Regions from separate parts of the Mus musculus genome. Here all the other regions are linked to region 3. The links are chromatin contacts, called in public Hi-C and promoter capture Hi-C maps. All regions are on one chromosome and are shown on one strand. Each heading gives the region's core, a stretch centred on a gene start, on an enhancer-like site or on the middle of the called end of the contact. The rest is flanking DNA. Distances are from core to core; before and after follow the strand shown.

Region 1 (6,287 bases), core at 2,994-5,493, 4.2 Mb before region 3:
TCAGAATTGTGTTCATTTACTCTGAATGAGCACCATCTAAGTATATGACAAAAATCTGGAAGGAAAAAAAAAAAAAACGGAGAGATTGGCTTTGAATCTAGTATTGCCAGCAAAGGTACTATTGAAGGAATAAAAAGTAGGTTATTATATCTATCATCCTAAAACATAGAACTTGTGACAGACATTGTTTAACTGTACAGTGACACTGCTAGAGAAGTCAGGCAGTGGCAGCCAACGAGCCTTGCTTCATCCTTGTACCTACCCTGCTTGCCCTATCCTCAAATACAGTACAGTCAGTAAGTTAATACAGCCATGTGCCAGTCCCACTTAACAACCATGAGCACACAACACTGTCATCACAAATTTAAGTCTTAAGCCAAGGGGATGAACACATGCCAACATGTACATGACTTACTCTTGATTACACCATATCGTCTACATAAGAAATACATAATTATTACTTCATTCTTCCTAAGTTGTGTTCCAGCATTATGGCTTTCCAGAGATCCAACTCCTCAGGAGCTCCAGTTTCTCCACATGCTAGATAGCGCAGACACTCGCTCCATGGCCACACTGCAGCATCTGTGCTTTCTTTGCAGGAATCCGAGCCTTCTGCACTAGGACTCTAGGGATCCTAGTTCTAGCATGAGGATGGAGCACGTATTGAAGACTCTAGCTCGGGGTACACAGTGTCTGGCTAACCTAACTACACTCAAGTGCAGCTTGTGACAGTCCAGGGGCTGTAGGCAACCATCTTTTCATATGAGGGAAATAAATTATCATTTAAACCCTATCAGCAAATTGTCTTCATCTCTTGAGTCCATTTGAGTCAGGATTGAGGCTACAGCCCAAAAGGATCTGACAGGCTGATGGAGGCGCTTTTCACATCAGTGTCTTTTATTCCCTTCTCCCTCTTGTTAGCAATACCCAGTGTGCATTACAGTGTCTCAGACACTGTATGAGGCTATCTCTAGTATGGAAAACAAATCATCAGAGGCTTTTATTCTCACTATTTCCTATCTGAGAAAAAACTGCTGAGTGGCTATGTTCAGTATTAATCACATGGCTTTTAGAGGCAAAAGAAAAAGCAGGGTCACCTAGCTAAGTACCCCCTCATCTACTACTCAAAGCTGCTGCTACCTGAGACTTGTCTTTGAAGATCTTTCCTCAGACATCAACACCTCTGTGACATCTCCATATGAACTTTCACATGTTCCAAGGAACATGTTCAACATGTTCAAGAAAAAAAATCCCTTAAAATAAAAAATTATTCTGGCAGTCTAGAGCAACAGCTCAGTGCAGTAAAGGCACTTGCCACCAAGCCTAATGACATAGTTCAATCTCCAGGTCCACAGGTGGAAGGTGAGAGCTGCCTCCTACAATCCCTCCTCTGAAGCCACCCAAGTGTGATGGTGCATGCATTTGTATACACAGTACACAGAAAAGACAGAAAAGAGCTGGGCGGTGGTGTGTGTCTGGCCTCATGTTCAGGTCCTTGATCCATTTGGAGTTGTGTAGGGTAATAACTATGGGTCTGAGGCAGGGATGGTGGTACACACCTTTAATTCCAGCACTCAGATGGCAGAGGCAGGCAGAGCTCTTTGAGTTCAGGGTCAGCCTGGTCTACAGAGGGAGTTCCAGGACAGCCAAGGCTACATAGAGAGACCCTGTGGTAAAACAAACAAAATCACACTGACAGATCCTATATGTCTAATGTTTCTAAAACATTGAAAACATTTTTTTACATACTTGCTGCAAGGGAAGCACTTTATGTACTTATAAAGACCTCTAAATCATGTCAATTCTAAAGCAATAAATTATACATATGTATGTGTGTATACACATATACATTTACCAATCCAAAGACTCAAATGCATCGAAGGACCTCATGCTTTGCAAAAGCAGGACATACTTCTTAAGCACATATTAAAAGTAAAGTATACGAGGCTGGAGAGATGGCTCAGTGGTCAAGAGCACTGGCTGCTCTTGTAGAGGTCTTGAGTTCAATTCCGATGACCCACATGGCAGCTTGCAACTGTCTGTAACTCCAGTTCCTGGGGATCTGACACCCTCACGCAGATATACATGCAGGCAAAACAATGCACATTAAAAATGAAAATAATTTTTTTAAAGGGCTGGAGCTAGCTCAGCAGTCACTGGCTGCTCTTCCAGAGATTCTGAGTTCAATTCCCAGCAATCACATGGTGGCTCACAACCATCTGTAATGAGATCTGATGCCCTCTTCTGGTGTGTCTGAAGACAGTGACAGTGTACTCATATACATATAAATAAATAAATCTTTTTTTAAGAGTAAATAAAGTACACTTTAAATAAATTGAACTATTAGCTTCACCAAAGTTGCCTAACATAAGTGACTTTAACATCCTAATTTTCATTTATAAATGAAAGCCATTAACCACACATGCAGCTGTGGAAAATTCAGAGTGTTTCCTAACTATAACCCTGAAAGTAACCTCTAGGACCCTCTTACCGAACTACTCCAAAGCTGAACACAGAACCCAGACACTGGTCTTTCTTACGTATATCCACTGTCTCCATTAGAATGTAAATGCTGAGACAAGGCATTTATTTATCACCACACCCTAACTAAAGCTCATCCAAAAACTGAATAGGAACCACCCAAAATAATGTTATACTCATGAAGAACCAAAGATGCCTCCTTGCCCAAATTCAAAATGGAAGGGTGTCTGGGGGAATAGTGAATTATTGGCCATGTCAACATCCTTCAACTTTTTACAAAATTTCCTACGTGTTATGTACATTGCTATTAATATAATAAAAAATTTTGGGAGGGCCCAGGAAAAGGTTCAGCCTGTAAAAGTGAACCCAGGTATACAAAACATGCACACGTGTCCCCACACTGCGACATGCACGGTAATATTTTTTAAGACCCAAGGAATATTAACTACCAGATCATTAAAAATGCATTGAATTCAAGATAACCAGAAAATAATTGCATCTAATCAGTTCCAGAGTCACCTGCAACCTTTCCAAGTGAAATTTCACAAGAACAAAAATTCCCATCACAACACAGCTTAAACAGAGAGGCCTAGACATGCCATCTGAGTAATTTCAGGCGGTCACCTCCATCTCCTTTCTCAATATTGTCTTCCCAGTCCCCATTTCTCCAGACAGATAGGACACTTGGGTTCTGATACAGAAATCTCATCGAGCTCCATCCTTATTTTGAAGCGCACAACTCCTGATTACCCTTTTCCAGTAAAACTTTCCCCAACTGAGGACACTTGGAGCCATGCAGCCACAACCCTCGTGCTTTTGCTGCCTCCCCGCCTCACGTAATTAATCCTCTAGGGAGAACTTTTCTCCTGGGATTCACACCTCAGCCATCAAGACCTATTAACGCCCCCCGCCCGCCCCCAACACGCCCCAGCTACCTGAGTGCTGTGGACCGGAGGAAGATCCCCAGCTTTCTGCGTCCCTGCTCTCACCCTCCCCACCAGCTCCGCGGCACCGAGCAGAGGCCGGGCCCCCCAACCACGGAGCTGCGGGTCGCACAAAGGCCCCGCACCGCCCTCCCGGGGATGCTCCCCGCCTGCGCCCCCCGAGGCGCGGCCACGCCCGCTGAGCGGCGGGAAGCCGGGATGCTCCGCCGGGCCGGCCGCTGGCTGACCCCGACCCCACCCACGCCCCACCCACGCCGGCCACCCCAAGGCTGGACCCTCGCCCGGCCAAAGAGCAAGAGCATCTCCGGCCCCCAAGGCCTAGGCTGGCCGCATCCCCAACGGGCCCCGCCGCCACGGCCCGGTACCCACGACCCCCGTCCGCACTCACAGGCTGCCGGAGCAGGAGGTGCACACGAACGAGCCGACCGTCATGTTCACGTAGGTGGGGCCGCGCTGGTCGCAGTCGAAACACTTGCGGTTGTGCGGCAGCCCCGTCATGTCCCGCAGCATCTTCAGGTGCTTCTCCTCCTGCTTCCGCTTCGCGCTGGCCGCCATGGCCGCGGCTCCGACCGAGGAGGCCGGCAGGGCCGGGAGCCGGCGGCGCTGCCGGGGCCCCGCGCTCCCTTCCCACGGGCCGCCCTGGCCGCCGCCGCCTCCGCCCTCGCGGACTCCGGTCTCGGCCTCCGCTCGGCTCCGCCGGGCAGGACAAGGCGAGGAAGCTGCGCAGCACGCGCCGACCGGTCACACCAACCGGCCGGGCGGGACAACCGCCACCGCCGCCGCTGCCACCTTCCCGACTTCTCCTAAGGGGGAAAGACGAGGTGGGGGGCGGGGGGAGCGGCAAGAGGAGACCGGCCTCGGGCAGCCGGGGGCCAAGTGCAGGCTGGCGCCCTCTGCTGGCCGGGAGGAGTCACTGCGGCCACGCTGCGGCAAGGGTCGGAGCTGGGCGGGGTAGAGAAGACACAATGGTGTCAATAAATTACAGCCCTTATCCGCTGGGTGCCTGTACGTGCAAAGAGCTTCGTGTAAGCAGGCTATCTTCCTCCAGGCAGAAATGTTCCCGGCAGCTTCCCGCTGCTTTAGGAGACACTCCAAATTCTTCCCTTACAGAATCTAGCCTAGTCGCCTTCTTCCAAGTCATCCCCATTCACTCCGCTACTCTAGACTTAAATTTGTATGGTGCACTGGGATAAATTTACGACGGTATTTACCTGCCGAAGCCAGAGTTCCAACATAGTCCAACTGCAACACCCACCTTTTGAGGCTGCAGGAAATCACTGCTAGCCCCTAAGACACTGGTTCGGGTGGGGGTGGGGGTGTTGAACAACCCTCTCAGAGGGGTCACCTAAGACCATCGGGGAACACAATTTACATTACTATTCATAACAGTAGCAAAATTACAGGTATGGAGTACCAATGGAAATAATTTTGTGGTGGGGGGTCACCACAACGTGAGGAACTGTATTAAAGGGTCGCAGCAGCATTAGGAAGGTAGAGAACTCCTGCGGTAAGGTATGAGAAACCATCTGTACCTTCATTTCTCAAAGGAGTGTGGGGAGGCTCAAAAACTGAGTTACCGAATACTGTCCCAGCCCCCACTGCAAATGGAGTAGTTTTCACAAGAGGAGAATTCAAGTTTCCTAGCTGAAAATGCTGAGTCAGCCCCGGGGAACCATCGGGTTAACTTAACATTATTATAATAGTAAATGGCATTATTATTAAAGGGGGGCAGATAGGATGGCTAGTGTTTCTGAACTGTTTCCTACATGAGAAATTTAACTATCCCTAGGATCCAGAGTTCATCTTCAACAACTATCAGCTCATGTCTCTTCTTGCTTTATTGATCCCCTTGCCCAATATCATATTTATCTTAAAATAAACCCACTTATTACTAATATATATATATATATATTTCAGGACTGAGACTGTAGCTCAAAGGCAGAGTGGTTACTATGTATAGGCAGGCCCTGGTTTTATCCCTAGCCCAAGAAAAGTAAAAACTCCCTCTTCCTCTCCCCCTTTTCCTTCCCCCCTCCCTCCCCCTCCCTCTCTCTCTCTCTCTCTCTCTCTCTCTCTCTCTCTCTCTCTCTCTCTCATCTCTCCTTTTCTTTCCTCCCCTCCCTCTCATGTAACTACAGTACAGCTAGCATACAGAGAAAGTTAGGACTAATTCTTTGACAGTCATCAAATGTCCTGCCGCTGTTGAAGTTAGTGCTCAGATCATTATTTTTTTTTAATTACTACTTTCCCTTGACCGGTTAGTGTACAACTGTAGTCAGGTATTGACAGTCCAAGAATGGGGTCCCATGAAGAGATTTCTGAGTGCTTGTGAGAAAACTCCAAGTAACTTGTCCTTGGGGATACATTTTCCATTCTCCTTCCAGGTGTAGCAGATAGAACTGAGTTTACTTCACATGGCTCATTGTTATCTGTTCCTGTGCCTCCGTGGAAACGTGTGTTCTCACCTCTCCAGCTTGCCCTCCAAGTGCTGCTTGCCCTGTGACTGTACGCTTAAGTCACGTGACTCCTCTTAACCCTCAGAGTATAAATTGTCAGATGCTCCAAATAAAGTTGGCTCTGTGTGAGACTTTAGCCTACTTCATGTATCAGCTCCATTCTCTCAGACCCTAGAATCTCTCAGCCTCTAGAGCGGGGGAACCAGGTGGTATGTCTCCTGCCGTCTCTCTCTGCTCACACTCTCTCCTCTCATTGTGACATTTAGCATATCCCCGTCCTCTCCATCGTCTACAAATACGAGGTTAAGTCTAGTTTATTTGTATCTGGTTCAGTTTGGGCAATAGCATGTTTTTCCATTGGGAGGCACATCACAGGGGTGTTGTCGTGATGTTAGCAGTCATTGAC
Region 2 (6,898 bases), core at 1,124-3,623, 4.1 Mb before region 3:
TGACGCTGTCTGTCAAACCTATGATACCAGCTCAACTGAAAAAAATGTCACTGACCTTCCTAGTGATGTCTCACTGCCCGTTTTCATACTCATTTTAACAGAGCAGACACACGTCTACAATAGCTACGGACACTGCTACCCTGCTGGTGTTTACTTTACACAACACTTCCCTACAGAGCTCAACTGTTTTTGGAGGTGTACATAACAACACGGGCACTGCTTTCCAGCTGTAAAAAAGAAAGAATAAAAATCAGTATTTCAACAATCATTTCATAAGAGAACTATGAATAAAGGTAGTGATTGACTTAAAATGGCTCCGTTTGAGAAACCATATTTTAAATGTTTCAACTGTCACTCCACGATACCTCATAGTCAGAAAGACAGTTTGAAGGACAGTCCCCATTTCATGATTCTGCAATCAGGGTAAATGAAAGTTCCATCATTCCATAGACAAATGTGTTGTCAGATGGGGAGAAGGATGGCTACCAGGAGACACCTTTAGCCATATTCCAATAGGTTATAAAAATACAAGGGTAAAAGGAAACCTGTTTGAGGCTGCCTAAAAATTTGATGTGTAAGTGATGGTTTCCTGAAAAGGAGGACAAATTACACCAAATTCCCAGAGAAGCATATTCTAAGTCAAGAGCAATACAGCACCACACACAGTACAAATGCCACTGTGCTGAGACAGAGGTATTCTGTAAACTTAAGGTTAAAGCAATATAGATGTCTTCATCATCGATTTAAAAAACAAACAAACAAATAAAACCAGAAACATACTCTATACCTTATGAGTATACTCCTTGGGGACTGCTTAGTGCGCTAAGCATAGTTGGACTATGACTCTCAACTAGTTTATTTCATTCTTTTTGCCCAAATGTCTGCTTTTTGAGGAACTGACACATACAGATGGCTTAAAGACTAAGAAAACAGAGACAAAGAGAAAATTTTACTTACAAATGTGAAACAACAGGCTTGCTATTTGGCACTATCTGCTTCTGTGCTTCATATTAACTCCTTAAATTGCTCCGATGCACATGTGCTAGGGTGAGAGCCACTTTTATCCCTGCGGGAGGAGAACAGCGACTGAGAAACTAGATGATACCGTTGTTAGGGACTTAGCTAGAAAATCTTTAAATAAAAGCCACAAAGATTTACAACTTTACACTAATAAACAAAGAATTTCAAAAGTACCAAATTTTGATGTCTTAGAACAGACAGTCACCATGTAAGGCAGCAGCTCTCAACCCGAGGGTCTCGACCCCTATGGTTGTTGAGTGACTACCACAGTGGTTGGACACTTTTGTGATATTTATAATACAATTCATGACAATAGCAAAATTGCAGTTATGAACTAACAACAGTAATAATTTTATAGTTGGTTACCACAAAATGAGGACTGTATTAAGACAATACTACTGCCTCAGTTTTTAGATTGTATGTTTCAATAAAACAGAGGAGGACCTAATTATTTTTTCTTTCTCATTAAAACTATGGTACTTTGGGTATTCTTTGGTAACAAATAAACTTAATTTGGGGCTAAGGTTTTACTCCCACGTCTTTGGTCATTACATGCTTGTTGTATACCTTGAGATAAATCTCCTTCAGACTCCTATCTGATACCACAGCTCCACTTTCTAGGCCACACCCAAACATCCGCAATGTTTTCCAATTTCATCGGGGTCCCGTACATTACACTCAATTTCTTCTTTAGGTTGGCTTTCATTTTTAAAAACACAAATCTATTTTTAAGGGACTATTTACCCTTAATTAATATTCACTACCTTTGAACCATAAACTTGCTGTACGCATATAAACATATGTAACAAAACCAAAACTATTTAAAAAAATTAAGTCGCAGTGAATCAAAGGTCTAATCTAAGAACTGCTGAAGCTCTGAGTCAAAACCTTGAAGATACACAGGCACAGGCAAGGACTTTCTGCAAAGGGCTCCGAGAGGCTGAGGAAACACCAGCAAGAACTGGCATCATGTAACATACAAACTTTCTGTAGAAATTAAGAGTAGAGAGATTCTACGGGATCTTTGTTGGGTAGTCATATGGCAGGGGGCTCACATCTAGAATTATATAAACAACCCAAAAACCTACTAAAGGGACCCCCCCCCCCCGTATCTATTAACAACAAAAATGTCACAACAGCAAGGAGAGAGTAACAGAAGAAACTTTGTAAATCTAAAATGAGGCAGCCCTATCAGACAGGAAGAGAGCTAACACAGTTCCTTCCAGTAGTTCAGTAAAAAAACATGTACTCAGAGACACCACTGAGGAGCTATCTCAATTCACAGGTCCTCGAAACCAAAAATTAGACAACCCGTTATCCACATATAAACACACATACACACCCCTCCTCAAGCAATCTAGTTGCGCTCAGAATACTAAATAGGGCTCAATGGTCCTACTTTCCCTAAAGGTTTTTCTTTGGGGAATCTCATTAGTAGCCAAAGCGACTGAGGGAGAAAGGAATGTTTCTCACCTGGGAAAAAGGGCATCCCCATTCACTGGCTCCCCGTGGGAGGCCTGCTTAGCATTATTGGGCACAAGTTTTAGTCTTCTGGAATTAGAGAGCACCACCAATTCAGAGACAGCGTTGCTCTTCCCAGAAAATGCGTCCTGCTCCTGAGCTAGTGGGACTGGGACGCTGGTTTGTTTGTTTGTTTCTTGTTTTTGTTTGCTTGTTTGTTTTGCAATGACAAGTTTTTAGCAAATGGAGGTCAGGGGCTATGGGGGACCTGGACCCCAGCTTAGCGTGGGGTGCGGGGGTATAGCCCGCAACGCCTCCAGCGAGCAAGGATGCTATGGCCAGCCCGGGGTCTCCCAAAGGCCTTTAGTTATACGGATTTTACACAAAACAAAGAGTTACTTTTAAACGCGACAGACTCAAGGTCAAACTGCGAGGTGCTTGGGCCCGTGGAAGAGATGCCCGAAAAAGCCCAGATCCAAACTCACAGGCTTCCTTCCGTTTCCTAACCCCAAACTAATAGGTGTTTTTCGTTTTGTCAGTAAAATTCGATTTTTGTTTCACAGAACAAGATGCGGAGGTAGAAACGGTGAAGAAGCCGGTCCCAAATATTTACAGGGCAGGGACCTGATGACGGGCCAAGGCCGGGGCCGCTCCGCCCAGTCTGGAGAGGGGTGTCACTGCCGCGGCGCTAGGCCCGGAGTCCTGCTTGGGGAGACTAGAGCACTCACCCTGGGCCTGCTGGAGAGTCCCCGGAGAGAGGGTCGCCGCCCGCCGGCTCCGGGGCACTCGGGTGAGCGCTCGCAGAGGCCGTTGACCGAGCGCACCGAGGCGCCCGGGCAAAGAAGCGGCGGAGCGGCCGCGACGGGCCGGGACAGACGCGAGAACGGCCAGGACTGACCCCTTCCAGGAGCCGTAGCGGAAGTAGGTTTCTGGTCATGTGACGAGAGAAGGGCGGATGTTGCATGCAGGCTCCTGAGACGTCGACGCGGAGCCATTTTTGTCGTGGGCAAAGTACTTCCGTCTCAGGTGATTCCTGTTGAGGGGGTTTCTAGACTTTGCGATCTTTAAGAACCTTGCGTTTGCAGGTAAACTGGTAACCTGTTTTAAAGGAACGCCTGAATAAAAATTCTTATGGTGGCCCGCGAATTTGCATATATAACTAAATATTGGAAGTAATTCTTCAGCAGTCTAATTGTGATTTCCCTAAAACTTACAAATTAAGAATCCGAGAAAAGGGGAAGCTGAATTGGGTTTCAAGATAGTAGGGGTCAGAAATCTCTTTCAAATCTAAACACCCAACTTGTGGCTCCCCTCTGGAAGGCAAGAACCATACTTGCTCATAGAAGGATAGACGGGAAGCCAAATCAGGAAATACGACGTGTGCCTCTATTTTCATAACCTAGCAACTTCACCCACTGTTTCTCATCCTTGGTGACAACCAACCAGGGTTAAAGAATTTTTTTTTTTACAATCTGTTCCATATTATAGTTGAGCCTGGTGCCACACTCTTGAAATCCCAGTATTAGGGACTTAGGAGCTAGAAGCTATAGGATCAAGAGTTCCAGACCAGCCTCAGCTAAGTATTGAGTGGAAGGCCTGTGTCATTATCTATATCAAACATACACACTCTTTTTTTTTTAAACAGTAAACACCTTGATACTTTAAAAAAAAAGATTAATTTATTATTATATGTAAGTACACTGTAGCTTTCTTTGGACACACCAGATGAGGGCGTCAGATCTCATTACGGATGGTTGTGAGCCACCACGTGATTGCTGGGATTTGAACTCAGGACCTTTGGAAGAACTCTTAACCACTGAGCCATCTCTCCAGGCCCATACATGCTCTTTTTCTTGTGGTTATTTCCTACTAATAGAGTCTAACATGTTTATATTGGTTTAAATATATGTAATCTAGAAACAGTTTTAAGTGTTTGTGAGGATGTGCATAGGTTATCTGCAACCATCAATTTTATATAAGAGACATAAGCTTGTGGATATGAGCTGTGATTCTAGAACAAATTTCTCACTCCCTTGTGCAAAGGAAGAGTATTTACTCAAGTGATATAGTCTTGAATCTAAAAATACTTCCAAAGTCAATCTTTGGCTCATTCTTATAACTACAGTTCTAAGGAACCAGAAGTAAGAGGGTGGGAGGATTGCCAGCACTACACAATGAACCCTGACTCAAAACAACAACAAAAACCCAAACAAAGAAAATCTCAGATGATCCCCCAGAAGTGTTATTTTCCTTCAAAATAATGTGTCAAACTTTCTGAATTTCATTCTTGTGTGTCCTTCCTAATATTGGTTTAAGATAAGCAAAATTTCCCTTTACCTTCTGAAGGTCTCAGTGAGACCCCAATTAAATTGGCATAAAACAGCAGGTGAACAGAATGGAAGCATACACTTTTAATTAGTAATTTTTGCTTGTATGTTGGAATATTGAAAAATGAAGACACAAAGAAGTTCTTAGGATCTATAATCTGTATCAGAAGCTGACCATTGTAGTAAATTGTAAAAATGTGAGAAGACACTTTTTAAGTGTCTTTGTCTCAAAATAATCTTTATTTCAAAGGGGCCTACTGTGGGTGGTGTGTCCTGCTAATTTATAGTGACAAGTAATCCTCCTTTACGGACAGATTAAATAACATTATCCTGTCATTCCAAGTCAAGGCCTTTGGGGGTAAGTATGGATAAGCTAGGTAAGCCATACATTATCAAGACTTTTAAATGTGTTCTCTCCCTCTCACTCATCCCTCTTTCTCACCCCTCTTCCTCTCCCTCTCCTTTTTTCCCCTTCTCTCTCCTTTCTCTCTCTTATCCCTCCCTTTCCCCATGGCAACTTCCTTGTCCTCAGTCCTTGGCACCAGTGAACTCACCCATTTGCCGGACAGCATCTTCCCAATAAACCTGTCTTTAATCTAATCTAATCTGGTTTAAATGGGTTGATTTCAGCAGCAGCAGAGAAATAACCTATCAAGGGTCTTATTGCTCCCTTACACTTCTTAAATGTTGCAGACTTCTTTTTCTTTTGTCCCTAGCCCTTTCTTTTCAAAGTTTTGAAATGACTTTTAAATAAAGATCCATAATTCAGTTATCAAACCCAGGTCTTCTTCTGTAACCCTGATTTATCATTTATCTTTGGGCATCATGTGAGTCTATTAAACAAGACAGTGTTTCATAGAATGTCAGAGCACCTAATAGTGTGTGATACAGTCTTAAATGAAAAGTTATGTGGCATGAATGGTGCTTCTTCCATGCACATGGAAGTCTATTCCTTCTTGTGTCCTGTATTATAGATTCATGATGGGTCTTCCTTTTCTTCTCTCACTCATGTGTACATTTCTGTTTGTGACTTAATGCCATTGGCTTTTTCTATAACCTCATAATATATAAAACCAAATAATCTCATCCACTTAGTTTAGCTTCATCCTGATGCATGACTTCTAGCCATTGCTACTTAGGTTTCCCATTAGGGATTAAACCCTGATAGGTTTTACCTTATTTCCCCTTTTCAACTCAGACATTCTTCAGTTACTGTTTCTCGTTTATGGCAAGGTTACTTTTTTAGGCATCAAGATTCAGAATACTATAGTTATCTCTTACTATCTTAATTTGATGGTTATTTTCGGTGAAAATTAGTATTCTTTGATATTCTTCTTAATTTCAAAGTTGTGTATTGCTTTATAGTGACTATTATTTTTACAGTCCAAAATAAACTATCTTCCACTAGAAAAAAAACCCAAAATATGATAGAATTGTTCCTTTTCTTTTATTTTGACAAAACAATAGAACTTTAGTTATATTTACAGAAATATTAGTACATTGTAATACATTATAATTTTGTCAGGATATAACAATATAAAATATTTGATATATTTTAAATAAATTTCAAGTGGTTATTGAGAAGAATATTAAATTAAGTTTAGTGGTAGCAAGCTACATTTGAAATATAGAAAACCTTTGTAAAATTAACAATAAAATTCAAATTTAAACATTTTTAATACTTTTATAAATAAATTAATAATGTGTTATCTTGCAAAAAAAGAACAATTGACAAGTTGGTTGTTTTAGCACACTGTGAAACTCCAAAGTTGAAGCACCAAAATTGAAACAAACGTTTTGTTAATCAGTTAAAAATGTTGAAAGATTTATTTGTATTTATGTGGCAGTGCCTGTGCTAGTGAATGCCACCTATATGTGGGTATCCTTGAATGCCACCTATATGTGGGTATCCTTGGAGGCCAGCGGGGTCCCTTTGAGCAGTCCTGAGCTGCATGACCTGGGTATTGAGAACTATACTTGGGTTCTCTGCAGAGAAACCAGCACTCTGAACTACTGAACCATTTCTCCAGCCACATAGGAAATTGAATTTTAAATGTATAATTTACTCATAAACATCTGGGAAGTACTAT
Region 3 (6,041 bases), core at 1,485-3,984:
AGCTAGTATAACATATGACAGTGCTATGAAAAAAATCAGTATTGATATGAAATTTTCAGAGCAGGGACTTTTAAGCACATCTTTGCACTTATTCTAAACAGTATACACAAAGGACAATACTTGCATACAGCTGGTATCCAATAAAAGTATTACAATTAGTTATATTACCTTTTGAAGTGTTTGAATAGATATCTATATCCCAATTCATGCATGGTTTTCTTGCTTCCTAAGAACTGAAAGATGTTTATTTAGTTTTTGGTTTTTTTGAGGCAGGGTCTAATTACGTCCTGGAATTACATAAAACAGGCTGGCCTCAAACCTACCTGCCTCTGCCTCCTAGGTGCTGGGATAAAAGGTGAGCCACCAAACCCAGCTTAGAGCTGAAATTTTTATGTTAAGTTACTGAGTAAAATATAAGCTACAATGAATACTTTAAAAAATTATGATGCTTACTGTAAATCAGAAAAGCCTATCACTGAGGGGTAAGTGGGGTGAGGTGGGTGTTGTGAGGTGGGGACGTCTAAATCACACCTTCAAATCCACATCCATATAAAAGATTGCTGCTTCTGAGCTTTAAGCACTCTAAAGGCGGGCCTGGGAATACTCCCTACCTATCTCATTCAGATACTCCACAATTTGAACTGAGATAACAATCTGGTGGGAAATATATTAAAATAAAAAAATATATTATTATAGTTGCTCAAAAAGCTCTGAAGCGCTTGTCCTATGTACATTTAATTTCAGCCTCAGAGCACAAATTGGACATCTAGGAAAAAAATCTCACATAATCCGTTCTTAAAAAGCAGCTCCCTGGATTTCCATGTAAATCATAATGCTTGTTAGAATCTTCAATCATCCAATACTTCACCTTTATTGCATGTAACATAGGTTGCAATCACCCATTTATCTACAAAATCCTTGGCATGTAGTCTAATCCCAGCCTGAGGGCACAGGGACAGATCAACCTATCCCTGTTATATCTCCCAGCACCTGCTAAGATGCCTGACATGACTCAATGAGAAGGCTCTCCGTGAACAATTAACTGAATCAGGAAGGCGCTAGTGTTATTCCCACACACAGTGTCCTTCAGTGTGTCCTTCTTTCTTTGCTTTCTCCAAGGAGGACATCTTGGGACTCACAGGGTACCAGTCACTCGGCCCAAATGTCCTACAAATCCAGTAACTGGACTCCAAAGATACCAGGTGACCCTCTCCTGTGGCCACACTGGAGTCAAGGCACTTTATGACAGAAGAATCAGAGCCTAAGTTAGAAAATACAATCAGCCTTCAACTCTACATGTGAGGGGTGCTCAGGGAGACACCAGAAAACGCACTCTCAAGTCCCAACACTTCCCTCTCTGTAATAAGCTTTGCATGCACTTCTAGGGGCAACTCAGCAGCACCCTTCAACAACACTCAGAGCCAAAGTGCGCATACAAAACAGCCTAAAACAAACAGGAAAAACAAAAACACCAAACTACAGCTCTGCAGAACCCCTAAGACCCAAAAGAACCTAGAAACCCAAAGCCACGGAAACCATTCAAACACCAACAGAGGGCTGTTGCTACTAAAGCCATCAGAGATTTGTTCTAGATTCAGACAGGCCCTCCTGGGGCTCAAGCTTCTCCTAGTAGCTCAGATCTGGGCTAAGTTAACGTGTCCACAGTGCAGGCTCTCTCGCTGTAAAACTGAGAATGTGCGACCGTCCCGGTGGACTAACAATGTAAACATAGCCATGCACAAAGTTCTTGGTGTGTGGCCTTTAAAAAAAGCTCAGTAAATGCCAGCTCTGTCATTCTAGGCAGTTATCAATCCCCCCTCTCTAGTTTCCACTGGATTCCCAAAAACTGTCCTGCCCTTTCTAAGTTGAGGGGCTCTATGTACAAGTGATCGGAATACCTGTTCTAGAACCAGAACGGACCATACAGTTGGATCTTCATCTGTGAAATCCCATCACGGGGATCACAAGTGACCCCCGGGGCTGCCTATGTATGCATCTCATGACTGACTCGTCCGAGACTAAAACGCACTTAGGAGGAGACACCAGAGGTTCCCCACGCCATTCCCACCGCCCGCACCCGCATTTCCTGTCCCACACCCGCAGTTTTCAGGGACCCTCTGGGCGCTGGTACCTCCCACGGACGCCGCGCGGCCGCGTGGAGCGGGACGACCCCACCCACGTGCCCGCGCCCGCGGAGGAGGCCGCGGTGCATCCTTCCTCCCGCGCCCGCAGCTCCACGCCGGCGGTTTCCCCGAATCCGCGAGGACGCCCTACTCGCCACTCACCCTCCACCAACCCCCGTTTCCCCGACCCTCGCCACGGCCCAGCACCCCGCGGCCCAGGAGTCCCCTCAGGCACCGGCGAGCGGCATGCACGCTCGCCGAGTGGGAGGAGGGAGGCCTGGCCGCCATCCCGCGACCCTCATCGCCTCACAACGGGCGCTGCGCGCACTCACCGCGGGCTCCGACCCACGCAGGCCTGGCTGCTCCTCAGAGCGGCTCCTGCCCAGCGCCACCTCCTCAGGACCCTGACGCAGCTGCTGGGGCCGCCCTGCGAGACGGGGACGACCGCCTGCTGCCGGCTCAGCCTCCCGCTCTGCCGCCGCCTCCTCGTCCGAGCCCGCGACCGCGGCCACAACCGCAGCGACGTTTCCCGGGCGCCGGCTGAGCAGCGTCTGTTGAGCCGCAGTCCTGGACGCGCACCCCGGGCTGGCGCTCGTTGCATATGCAAAGAGACCGCCGCCCATTGGCCCGCGGGCGGTGGCGCGTGCGGGGCTCGGCCTATCAAATGCCGGCCTGGGGAGCGCGGTGCTGGCGGCAGGGGCGGGGCGAGGTTACTATGGGTCATTCTGCGGAGCCGCCGACGGCTGGACCCGACTGGGGCCCTCGCAGGGCGGGGATTGAGCCCTTGGGGAGGGGAGCGGCGGGACGGACCCGCAGCTACAGCAGCTGCAGAGGGGAGCTGGGCAGGGGGCGCAGGGCGGGAAGACCTGAGGCGTCCAGGGTGCCCCCGCTGAGAACTGCAAAACCCGCCTTCACTGCTGCGATGCATAAATCTCAATATAAACGAAGAAATAACCTGCTTGTTTTTTTTTTTCCCCATTCTTCTCAGGACTGGGTTCGTTATCCTAGTTTGAACACGGATTTCTAGCAAATCTTGCAAAGAGAAAAAAAAAAAAATGACGTTTGAAAATGCTTGTGAAGGGGAAAGCTCAAAGCATGCCCTGTATTATTTCTCTTGCATGGGCTTCGTTTAATGCAGCGTGTATCCCGTTTACTCGTAAATCTTCGCATACCCACATTTCATGTTTGCAAAGGATGAAACTTTACTCAAAAATAATCTTTTATCAGCCGGGCGTGGTGGCGCACACCTCTAATCCCAGCACTCAGGAGGCAGAGGCAGGCGGATTTCTGAGTTCGAGGCCAGCCTGGTCTACAAAGTGAGTTCCAGGACAGCCAGGGATATACAGAGAAACCCTGTCTCGGAAAAAAAAAAAAAAAAAAAGCTTTATGAATCTTTATGACTGTGTGTGTTGTTTAGTTTGCCATTGTATAGATCCTCTTGGACACTACATCAGGATATAGGCATTTATTTTACAACTGCCTCCCCCCACTCAAAACATTCACCCAGCAAAACACAAATGACTAAATCAGCCACTGGAGTGTAATATTAGAAAGAGACTGTTCGTAGCAGAGTTGTTTTTTCTTAACCTAACCTATTATTTAGTTGGTCTGTGAACTTTTCTTTAAGTAGGTGAAAGGTCGAGTTGCTGTGCTAGCCTCAAGCTAAGGCAGAAAGAGGCTCACTTCCCAGGACAATCTTAAAAACTCCGAGGAGGCTGCCAGGACTTGAGCTAGGTGGAGCCATGATACACTCTACAAAGCCAGCTCACTCACTCACCTTGGGCCCCTAGCCAGTCTAATTGCCTGAAAGAACAGATAGTGTTTGACTCAAGCAGCCTGCTCCTACTAGGAATTTCACATTTCCCAAGGAAACCCTGCCAATAAAAGGAATGCAGAATTTCCAGTCTACAGAGGGATGAAGATGTGTACCTCAGAAGTGGTCATTCAGAACTGCAAACCTTGAGAAAAACTAAGCAACTTCAAGACAGCAAAACTAATAGTGAACCTTCCTCCCCAGTTAACAAACATAAAACACATGTGTAGAATTCCAGGGACATCTTTCTTCGTTATCTCTTTATAGGCTAAACAATATTTTATGGGCATGTATTTACATTTAACAGAAAATACTCTTGAGATTCAAATACTGAATTGGAATATTGTCTGCTGTTTAATACTAGTTAAACAGAAATTATTGTGCTTCTGTTCACTAGGCTTCTTTGTATGGTTGTTTAGTTCTTTGTGGGAGAGTGGGAGCCAAGATCTCATGTAGCTCAGACAGGCCTGGATTTTACTATGTAGATCAGGGTGGCCTAGAATTCACAGTGATTCTAGGATTACAGGTGTGATACACCTCTTTAGGCTTTGTTTACACCTGGAAACTCGTGCTTACACTAAGCCCACAGGCTAACCTTAAACTCCAGACAATCTTCCAACCTCACCTAGGTTTATTTATTGTCGTTGTTGTTTTGAAACAACAGGGTGTGATGACTCACAACTTTAATCTTAGTACTTGGAAGGCAGAGGCAGATAGATCTCTAAATTTGAGGCATGCCTAGCCTATTTAGTAAGGTCTAGGCCTGCCAGAAGCAGAAGATGGTGTTTTGTTGAGAGAGAGAGAGAGAGAGAGAGAGAGAGAGAGAGAGAGAGAGAGACTGGCAAGGTGACTCAGAGGATTATAGGTGCTTAGTGCGAAGCTTGATGACCTGAGTTCACCATGGGATACAAGTACACATGCACAAAATAAATATAATAAAAAGAAAAAGCAAAAACACATCTGGGCACAGTGATCCCAGCACTAGAGATGTTGCGGCTGGAGGGCTGCTGCTGTGACACTGGCCCTAGCTTGGGTTACGCAGTGAGTTGCAGGCCAGCTTAAACTCCAGAGTGAAACTCTGTCTCAGAATAACCAACCAAGACAAGGAAAGGAAAGGAAAGGAAAGGAAAGGAAAGGAAAGGAAAGGAAAGGAAAGGAAAGGAAAGGAAAGGCAAGGCAAGGCAAGGCAAAGCACATTTGCTTTTCTCTTAGAAAGGATTCAGTATGTGTTCAGAGTTTTGAGGGGTATTGAATTTTGATTACATTTCCCTTCTTTTTTGTAAAACTTCAAGTCAGAGACTATTAAGGGTCAACCACATGAAATCATGAACAGGAGTAGGCAGTCCCTTGTGCCCTTTTGGTGTGTTTCCAACTTACTGCAACAGTAAGGGGAATTGTCTATAATTGACATAAACATGTAATGGTCTATTTCCTGTGAAGGGGCATAGAAAGAGACTGTAACTATATCACAAAAACTACATTTCCCATTACGATAAGACAACAGAACCAGCTGATATTTAGAGTTTTAACAGGAATGTTTTTGTTTCATTTCCGGTGGGTGGGTGGGTATGAATATAGCACATGATGCTGTGTGAATGAAGGAGGCTCTGACTCCAAGGAGCAGAATAATCAACAAGAAGCAACTTTAAAATGTCACTTATAGCCTGGCATGAGAGCCCAAGTCTTTAAGCCCACGCTTGGGAGACAGGCAGATGATTCTGAGTTCAAAGACAGCCTAGTCTACGTAGCAAGTTCCAGGACAGCCAGGGTTATATGTACCCTGTTTCAAAAAAAAAAAAAACAAAAAAAAAAAACAAAAAACAAAAGAAAACCACTATTGTCTGACATAAAGAGACTTCAAAAGGCAGAGCAATAACAAATACAGGCAAACAATTGCAGCACTTCAGATTCCAAGGCAGGACTACTGCAAGGTCAAGCCAGCTTGCTCCACCTACAAGACCATTCTGGGTAACTTTAACTGTCTTAACACAACCAATCTCAACTGAGAAGCTGCCTCTACCTCTGACATACCTGAGGGGAGGTTTGGTTGTTAACTGATTCGGCAAGGGCTCAACCCACTGTGGGCAGCACCAACCTTAGTAAGA
Region 4 (6,503 bases), core at 2,691-5,190, 3.6 Mb before region 3:
ATTAAAAATTTCCCCTTTGTGTGTAAGCCAATATTGCTTAAAATTCTGCATAAGTAGGAGTCTCTTCATATTGCTTTAGATGAGGGTATTTTTTCACTACAAGTTGTTTTGGGGCTGGGAGGAGGTCAGAAATCTGCAATATTTTAATTACATCATGGAAAGAATAGCTCTCCACGCTTGATACCAGTGATTGAATAGAGAAGTCCCCAAACAGTGAGAGCTCAGTTAAGTAGAATGTTTATTGCCCTTGTTCTCTTTAAGCTTGCATAGAGCTGTGAAGTGAGTACTCTGCTTGCATCTCATAGCATCTCACTGTTGTGCCTTTCAATCCATCATCAGAAATAGGAGTCTGTGGAATCAGCAGCACTGAGAACATGGTAACTACAGAGACCTCTCGCCTACCTATGGGAACCTGCTCAAGCAGGACCTTTATTTTATTTATTTATTTATTTATTTATTTATTTATTTATTTATTTATTTTAAATCCTGGGGCGGGAGAAGCCTCAATATAGCAGATTCAATTATTTTGTATTGTTGATCCCCAAACTGCAAGAATGTATCTCATATGGTTTGGGTGGCTTTGCAGAGGAGGCTTTCAAATATCTGCAACTATGCAGATATAGTAAAATAATGCAATCCTTCAATTTAAAAAAAATCCATGAGTTTTCATTTTCCTTTAAGCATTGTTCCAAATTGCCACAATTAACTGAGTTTCCAGTGGTTTCTGTAGTGATGACCTATTTGTATTAAGGAACATGTCTACTGATACATACATATATATATATATATACCAATGTATATGTACATCATATATGTATCTAATAACTGACATTTTTATATGATTTTCTTGGTAACATCATACACTGGCCATTTTCCTATTTTAACAGTAATTGTAGATATGTTAATCAAATATGCACCGAAGACACGTAAAATTTTAATTCTCACTATCATGACTGTATTGAAGACATCAATATGTCAATTTAGTTCTGGCAGCGCTTCTAGTCAATGTTTTAAAATGCAGACAGCATTCCTTTATTCATTGCGCAAGTGGTTTCTAGCTGTCCTAGAGATGGCAGCATTGAGCAACTTATTTGGTAATTGGTTGCTTGCCTGTTCTGTGAATTTTCTCTTGGGTGTAAATTTTCATTACAATACACAAGACTAATTTAGCATAAGGTGACAGGATAATACACGTATCTGCTCAACACGACTTCACCTGAGTTCCACAAAAGCCTACCTTTCTCTTCTGTATATTTATGTGAATCAAATGTGAATTTGTATTCCTAGAGTTATCTCAAGCCATCAATTAAAAAAAAAGTACAAAGAACTGAACTTACTGTAGTATAGTTTGAACATTAGCTGCCTTTAAGATTTGTAATGAAACTCGAGTGAGTTGTGTGTGTGTGAGGGTATGTGTGTGTGTGTGTTAAACTTCACTGATTGGTGAGCAGTTTGTTACAACGATCTGGTTGTCTGTGTCTGTGTGTCTGTCTGTGTACATAACTGGGGATCCAATCCAGGGCCTTGGGCACCTCAGAGCAGATGGTCTACTTCTTCTTCAGTCAGAATAACATTACTTTTATATCATAAACACCCTAATGTTCTGTGAAGATGACTTATAAAAATCTTCCAAATTAAATTGTTTTTTTTGTTGTCTCCTCCTTCAAGAAAATACTTTCCTCCATAAAGGTACCTCCTTTTTCCCCCTCTCTCTTTTTTGTTTGTTCTTGGTTGGTGACAGAGGTCAGGAAGGAAGTAATTTTAAAAGTTAAAGTCTGGATTTGAAGTGCTTTCCTACATAATGCGAGGTCCCCTCCCTGTGGACTAATCTAGATTAAGCAGTTGCTAGACTAGACTAGCTGTTTATTCCCCCCCCCCCCCCACACACACACTGTTATTCTGCTACACTAACTTCAGATATCTCTAGTTGCTATCCTCCCAACCCCTAATGCATTTCAAATCTTTAGAGTCCTCTTCTTGCTATTGCAGTCTCCGTACCTTTTCCAAATTACTTGCTATTTATAGCCTTCCTGTAGTGGGCACATGTGCCCGCATCACCAAGCTGTCAGAGGGGAAAAATGAAGGCTATCAATTCAATGTGTACCGCATAATCCATTAACCAGGTTTAGGAGAAACTGCATGATAAAGGAGGTGAAAAGAGAAAACAGAGGCTCCTGAGCTTTCGAGAGGAGGTGACACCTACAGATGCGGAATACCCCAATTCAAGTACCGCAAGCATCTGAATGGCGCCAGTGCCTACATCTGTACCCTCTCCCTCTCTCCCCTTTACCGCATCTGTGCAAGACAGGAAAGACAGGCAACTCCACCAATCAGCAGGCTGCCCCAGGAACCTCACCCCGCCTCTCTAGCCGCATTATGCTGAGGCGCGCAGCCCCCTTTACCCATCCGCTCCTCCCCTACTCCAAGCCAGGCAGTCTAGTGGATTGAGCATGCCCAGCACCTTTACTGCTGCGTCTCACTGCAAACAACCTGCAGTGCTGGAGAGCGGGAGGCTGAGAGGGTTCCTGGCTTAGGAAAAGAGGTGGAAAACTAGAACCGCCCATGGCTAGAGTAGAATGGCTTTAAGCACTGGGAGCAACGTCACATTTGTAGGTCTTTAATGCCGGTTGGGCTAGACAGGGACACCCTGCTTGATTTATAGGTCATCTTAAAAAGAAAAAGAAAAAAAAAAACTTTGGGGAGCGTCTGCTTGTGGTGAGACTAAGAAATAGGCTTTGCAAAGAGGCTGCTGACCCGTTTTCATCAAGAAGTACCCATTTTCCTGTGCAGCCTAGCCACTTATCCTTGTCTCCCACTTATCCTTGTGGTCAAGGTTAAAAGTGTATAGGGTCGTCTAATGCTCGTGCAAACTATGAAACAAACATCTGCTAACATATACACAGTAAGGGTGTACACTTAGGAACTCTCTGAAGGTCCTTTACATCTTTAAAAAAAATCACAAATAGACTTACGAATGTGATAAGGGGTGCCAGGTTTCCTCCAGCCCCCGCCCCCCACCTTTTGCACTAACTAACCCTTAAGTGTGAATCCCTCTTCACCTGCATGAAGGAAGAGAAATGGTGACTTTTACATTTTATTTCCTTAGTGATCAGCGGCTAATAGTGCCAGGTGTGAGATCCCAGGTCGCGATTCCGAGAGACCCTAACCTAGCCAACAGTCATTGCCCTTGGGCGTCCCTCTCTGTTTCTTCCAGGTGCTTCACCACGGTACGTCCGGAGATTCCAGGTGGAAGACTGGCTCAGAAGTCCTTTAGAAAATCTTACAAAAATGTAGATCTCCCTACCAGGGCCTCTCACCCAGACACCGACATCCAGCTGCCTCCCGGGGGTCGCCTTTACCTGTTGGGTGAGAGCTAGCAGGTCACCCGCGTCCCCTCCGCCCCAGCGCCCCCACCCTCTCGGGGCTCTGCAGCCGCAGTGCACCCCCCCTCTCACTGCCCCCTCCCTCACTCCTGCGTCTTCCCCAGATCCCCCCCTCCCGTTTTCCCAGACTCCCCTCCTGCTTTCCGGTAGCCACCCAAACAAGCCTGCCCTCCCGCCGCGGGGATTCCTACGGGCCGGGGGCGCTCTGGGTGGCACGGGCGTGGGAGACACAGCGCCCCGGGCTCTGCCGGCCACGCAGGGGCGCTGCCCGAGCGCTGCAGCAAAGGGCCAGCGCGGGCGCCTCTGCGGCACGGCCAGGGGGTGGAGAGGGGCGGGCGTGGGGCGGGCTCGGCCCGGAATGTAGAGCGAGCAGGGAGAGGGAGAGAGACCCGGGCTGGAGCCTCCCGGCGGCGGCCAGGCTGCTGAGCGCAGAGGCTCCGTCACGTGTTTTGCTCCTCTGGAGTGAGACGGCGGCGCGGTCTGAAGAGGGCCAGCGCGCGGTGCCAGCCGCCGCAGCCGCCGCTTGTTTTGGTTGGGGCTCTCGGCAACTCTCCGAGGAGGAGGAAGGAGGAGGGAGGAGGAGGAGGGAGGAGAAGGAGGGAGGAGGAGAGAAGTAACTGCAGCGGCTGCGCCTCGGGAGGACCGGGCGTCTTCCCCGATCTCTTCCCAAACCTCCCCCGCTCCCCGCCTCCCTCCCTCGTCCCCTCCCCTCCTCCCTTGCGGACTGGAGCTAGGGGCAGGGATGAGCCTGTCCCTCTGGACCGTCCCCTGCTCCCCCAGCTGCCCAGTAGCGTTGCGCGTGGAAAAGCCACTTTCCCCGCCCGCCGAGATGGGCTCGAGTGCGGGCTGCAGAGGACGCGTCCTCGGGCGGCAGCAGCAGCAGCAGCAGCAGCAACAGCCGCAGCGCCGCGGTCTCTGCGATTGAGCTGGTATTTGGGCGGCTGGTGGCGACGGGGACGGTTGAAGGGTGGGAGGAGGCAGAGGAGGAGGAGGAGAAGGAGGAGGGAGAACCCGGTGCAACGTTGGGACTTGGCAGCCCGCCTCCCCCTGCCCAAGGATATTTAATTTGCCTCGGGAATCGCTACTTCCAGAGGGGAACTCGGGAGGGAAGGCGCGCGCGCCTAGAGAGCCAAGCGGGGACTCCTCGGGCCATCGCTGCCTCCCTACATCGGACTCGACCAGGGGCGGCAAGGGATGCACCATAGCTCCTTCTCTGCTGCAGGGACTGGGGGAGACATAGTCCTCGGAAGATTGCGGCTGCACTCACCCTAGACCCACTGCCCTTCCCTCTGGGCATGAAACGCCCTTAAACTCGGATCAGGCTATCTTCCTTGGCGCAGTTACCTCGTCCTTCGGCTGCCCCTCCCCAGCTCCAGGAACAGCGTGAATTTTGGAGTCAGAATTTCTGCGAGCTTCCTCCAGCCCGGAGTGCATGTGCGGGGCCGCACTGAGAAGCCACCCCTCACCCAGTTTTTCAACACCTCCCTCTGCTCCGCAGCAGCATGGCGAGCCCTCCGGATACCGATGGCTTCTCAGACGTGCGCAAGGTGGGCTACCTGCGCAAGCCCAAGAGTATGCATAAGCGCTTTTTCGTGCTGCGGGCGGCCAGCGAGGCCGGGGGCCCAGCGCGCCTGGAGTATTATGAGAACGAGAAGAAGTGGCGGCACAAGTCGAGCGCCCCCAAACGCTCGATCCCCCTCGAGAGCTGTTTCAACATCAACAAGCGGGCTGACTCCAAGAACAAGCACCTGGTGGCTCTCTACACCCGAGACGAACACTTTGCCATTGCCGCGGATAGCGAGGCTGAGCAAGACAGCTGGTACCAGGCTCTTCTGCAGCTGCATAATCGGGCAAAGGCCCACCATGACGGGGCTGGAGGAGGCTGCGGCGGTAGCTGCAGCGGCAGCTCTGGCGTTGGAGAGGCAGGGGAGGACTTGAGCTATGACACGGGTCCAGGACCCGCGTTCAAGGAGGTCTGGCAGGTTATCCTGAAACCCAAGGGCCTGGGTCAGACAAAGAACCTGATTGGCATCTACCGCCTCTGCCTGACCAGCAAGACCATCAGCTTTGTGAAGCTGAACTCCGAGGCAGCCGCTGTGGTGCTGCAGCTGATGAATATCAGACGCTGTGGCCACTCAGAGAACTTCTTCTTCATCGAGGTGGGGCGTTCCGCTGTGACAGGGCCTGGCGAGTTCTGGATGCAAGTGGATGACTCCGTGGTGGCCCAGAACATGCATGAGACCATTCTAGAGGCAATGAGGGCCATGAGCGATGAGTTTCGCCCTCGCAGCAAAAGCCAGTCTTCATCCAGTTGCTCCAACCCCATCAGCGTTCCCCTGCGCAGGCACCATCTCAACAACCCTCCACCCAGCCAGGTGGGACTGACTCGGAGATCTCGAACTGAGAGCATCACTGCCACCTCCCCTGCCAGTATGGTGGGTGGGAAACCAGGTTCCTTCCGGGTGCGTGCCTCCAGCGATGGCGAAGGCACCATGTCCCGTCCAGCATCAGTGGATGGCAGTCCTGTGAGCCCTAGCACCAACAGGACCCACGCCCATCGGCATCGAGGCAGCTCCAGGCTGCACCCCCCACTCAACCACAGCCGCTCCATCCCCATGCCTTCTTCTAGATGCTCACCTTCAGCCACCAGCCCAGTGAGTCTGTCATCTAGTAGTACCAGTGGCCATGGCTCCACTTCAGACTGTCTCTTCCCGAGGCGCTCTAGTGCTTCCGTGTCCGGTTCGCCTAGCGATGGCGGTTTCATCTCTTCTGATGAGTATGGTTCTAGTCCCTGCGATTTCCGAAGTTCCTTCCGCAGTGTCACCCCAGATTCCCTGGGGCACACCCCACCAGCCAGGGGTGAGGAGGAGCTGAGCAATTATATCTGCATGGGTGGCAAGGGAGCCTCCACCTTGGCTGCTCCCAATGGCCACTACATTTTGTCTAGGGGTGGCAACGGCCATCGCTACATCCCAGGTGCTAACTTGGGGACAAGCCCAGCGCTGCCTGGAGATGAAGCCGCGGGTGCAGCAGATCTGGATAACCGGTTTCGAAAGAGAACTCACTCCGCAGGCACATCTCCTACCATTTCCCATCAGAAGACCCCCTCACAGTCTTCAG

The links. Promoter capture Hi-C pulls out the DNA fragments that hold promoters and counts their contacts. Hi-C and Micro-C count contacts between places; a contact is called where the count stands out from the background.
Region 1: a contact with region 3 is called in a Hi-C map of B cells, with 6 read pairs. The contact joins the promoter of Agfg1 here to the promoter of Acsl3 in region 3. A contact is called at or near these places in 1 of 39 promoter capture datasets (pre-B cells) and 1 of 484 Hi-C or Micro-C datasets (B cells).
Region 2: a contact with region 3 is called in a promoter capture Hi-C map of pre-B cells. The contact joins the promoter of C430014B12Rik here to the promoter of Acsl3 in region 3.
Region 4: a promoter capture Hi-C map of pre-B cells shows a contact between it and region 3. The contact joins the promoter of Irs1 here to the promoter of Acsl3 in region 3.

The regions. Positions count from the first base shown.
Region 1 is chr1:82,837,416-82,843,702 of GRCm38.p6, reverse strand. It overlaps Agfg1 (ArfGAP with FG repeats 1), which reads right to left and starts at 4,243. Exons shown (of 13, transcript NM_001368850.1): 1 at 3,814-4,243. The coding sequence starts at 3,980.
Region 2 is chr1:82,721,396-82,728,293 of GRCm38.p6, reverse strand. It overlaps C430014B12Rik (a long non-coding RNA gene), which reads left to right and starts at 2,373. Exons shown (of 4, transcript XR_865578.3): 1 at 2,373-3,507. Mff (mitochondrial fission factor) reads right to left here and starts at 3,404. Exons shown (of 9, transcript NM_029409.3): 1 at 3,210-3,404; 2 at 958-1,066. It overlaps Col4a3 (collagen, type IV, alpha 3), which reads right to left. Exons shown (of 52, transcript NM_007734.2): 52 at 6,235-6,898.
Region 3 is chr1:78,654,518-78,660,558 of GRCm38.p6, reverse strand. It overlaps Acsl3 (acyl-CoA synthetase long-chain family member 3), which reads right to left and starts at 2,734. Exons shown (of 15, transcript NM_001033606.2): 1 at 2,456-2,734. Utp14b (UTP14B small subunit processome component) reads right to left here and starts at 2,734. Exons shown (of 3, transcript NM_001001981.3): 1 at 2,456-2,734.
Region 4 is chr1:82,288,876-82,295,378 of GRCm38.p6, reverse strand. It overlaps Irs1 (insulin receptor substrate 1), which reads left to right and starts at 3,940. Exons shown (of 2, transcript NM_010570.4): 1 at 3,940-6,503. The coding sequence starts at 4,886.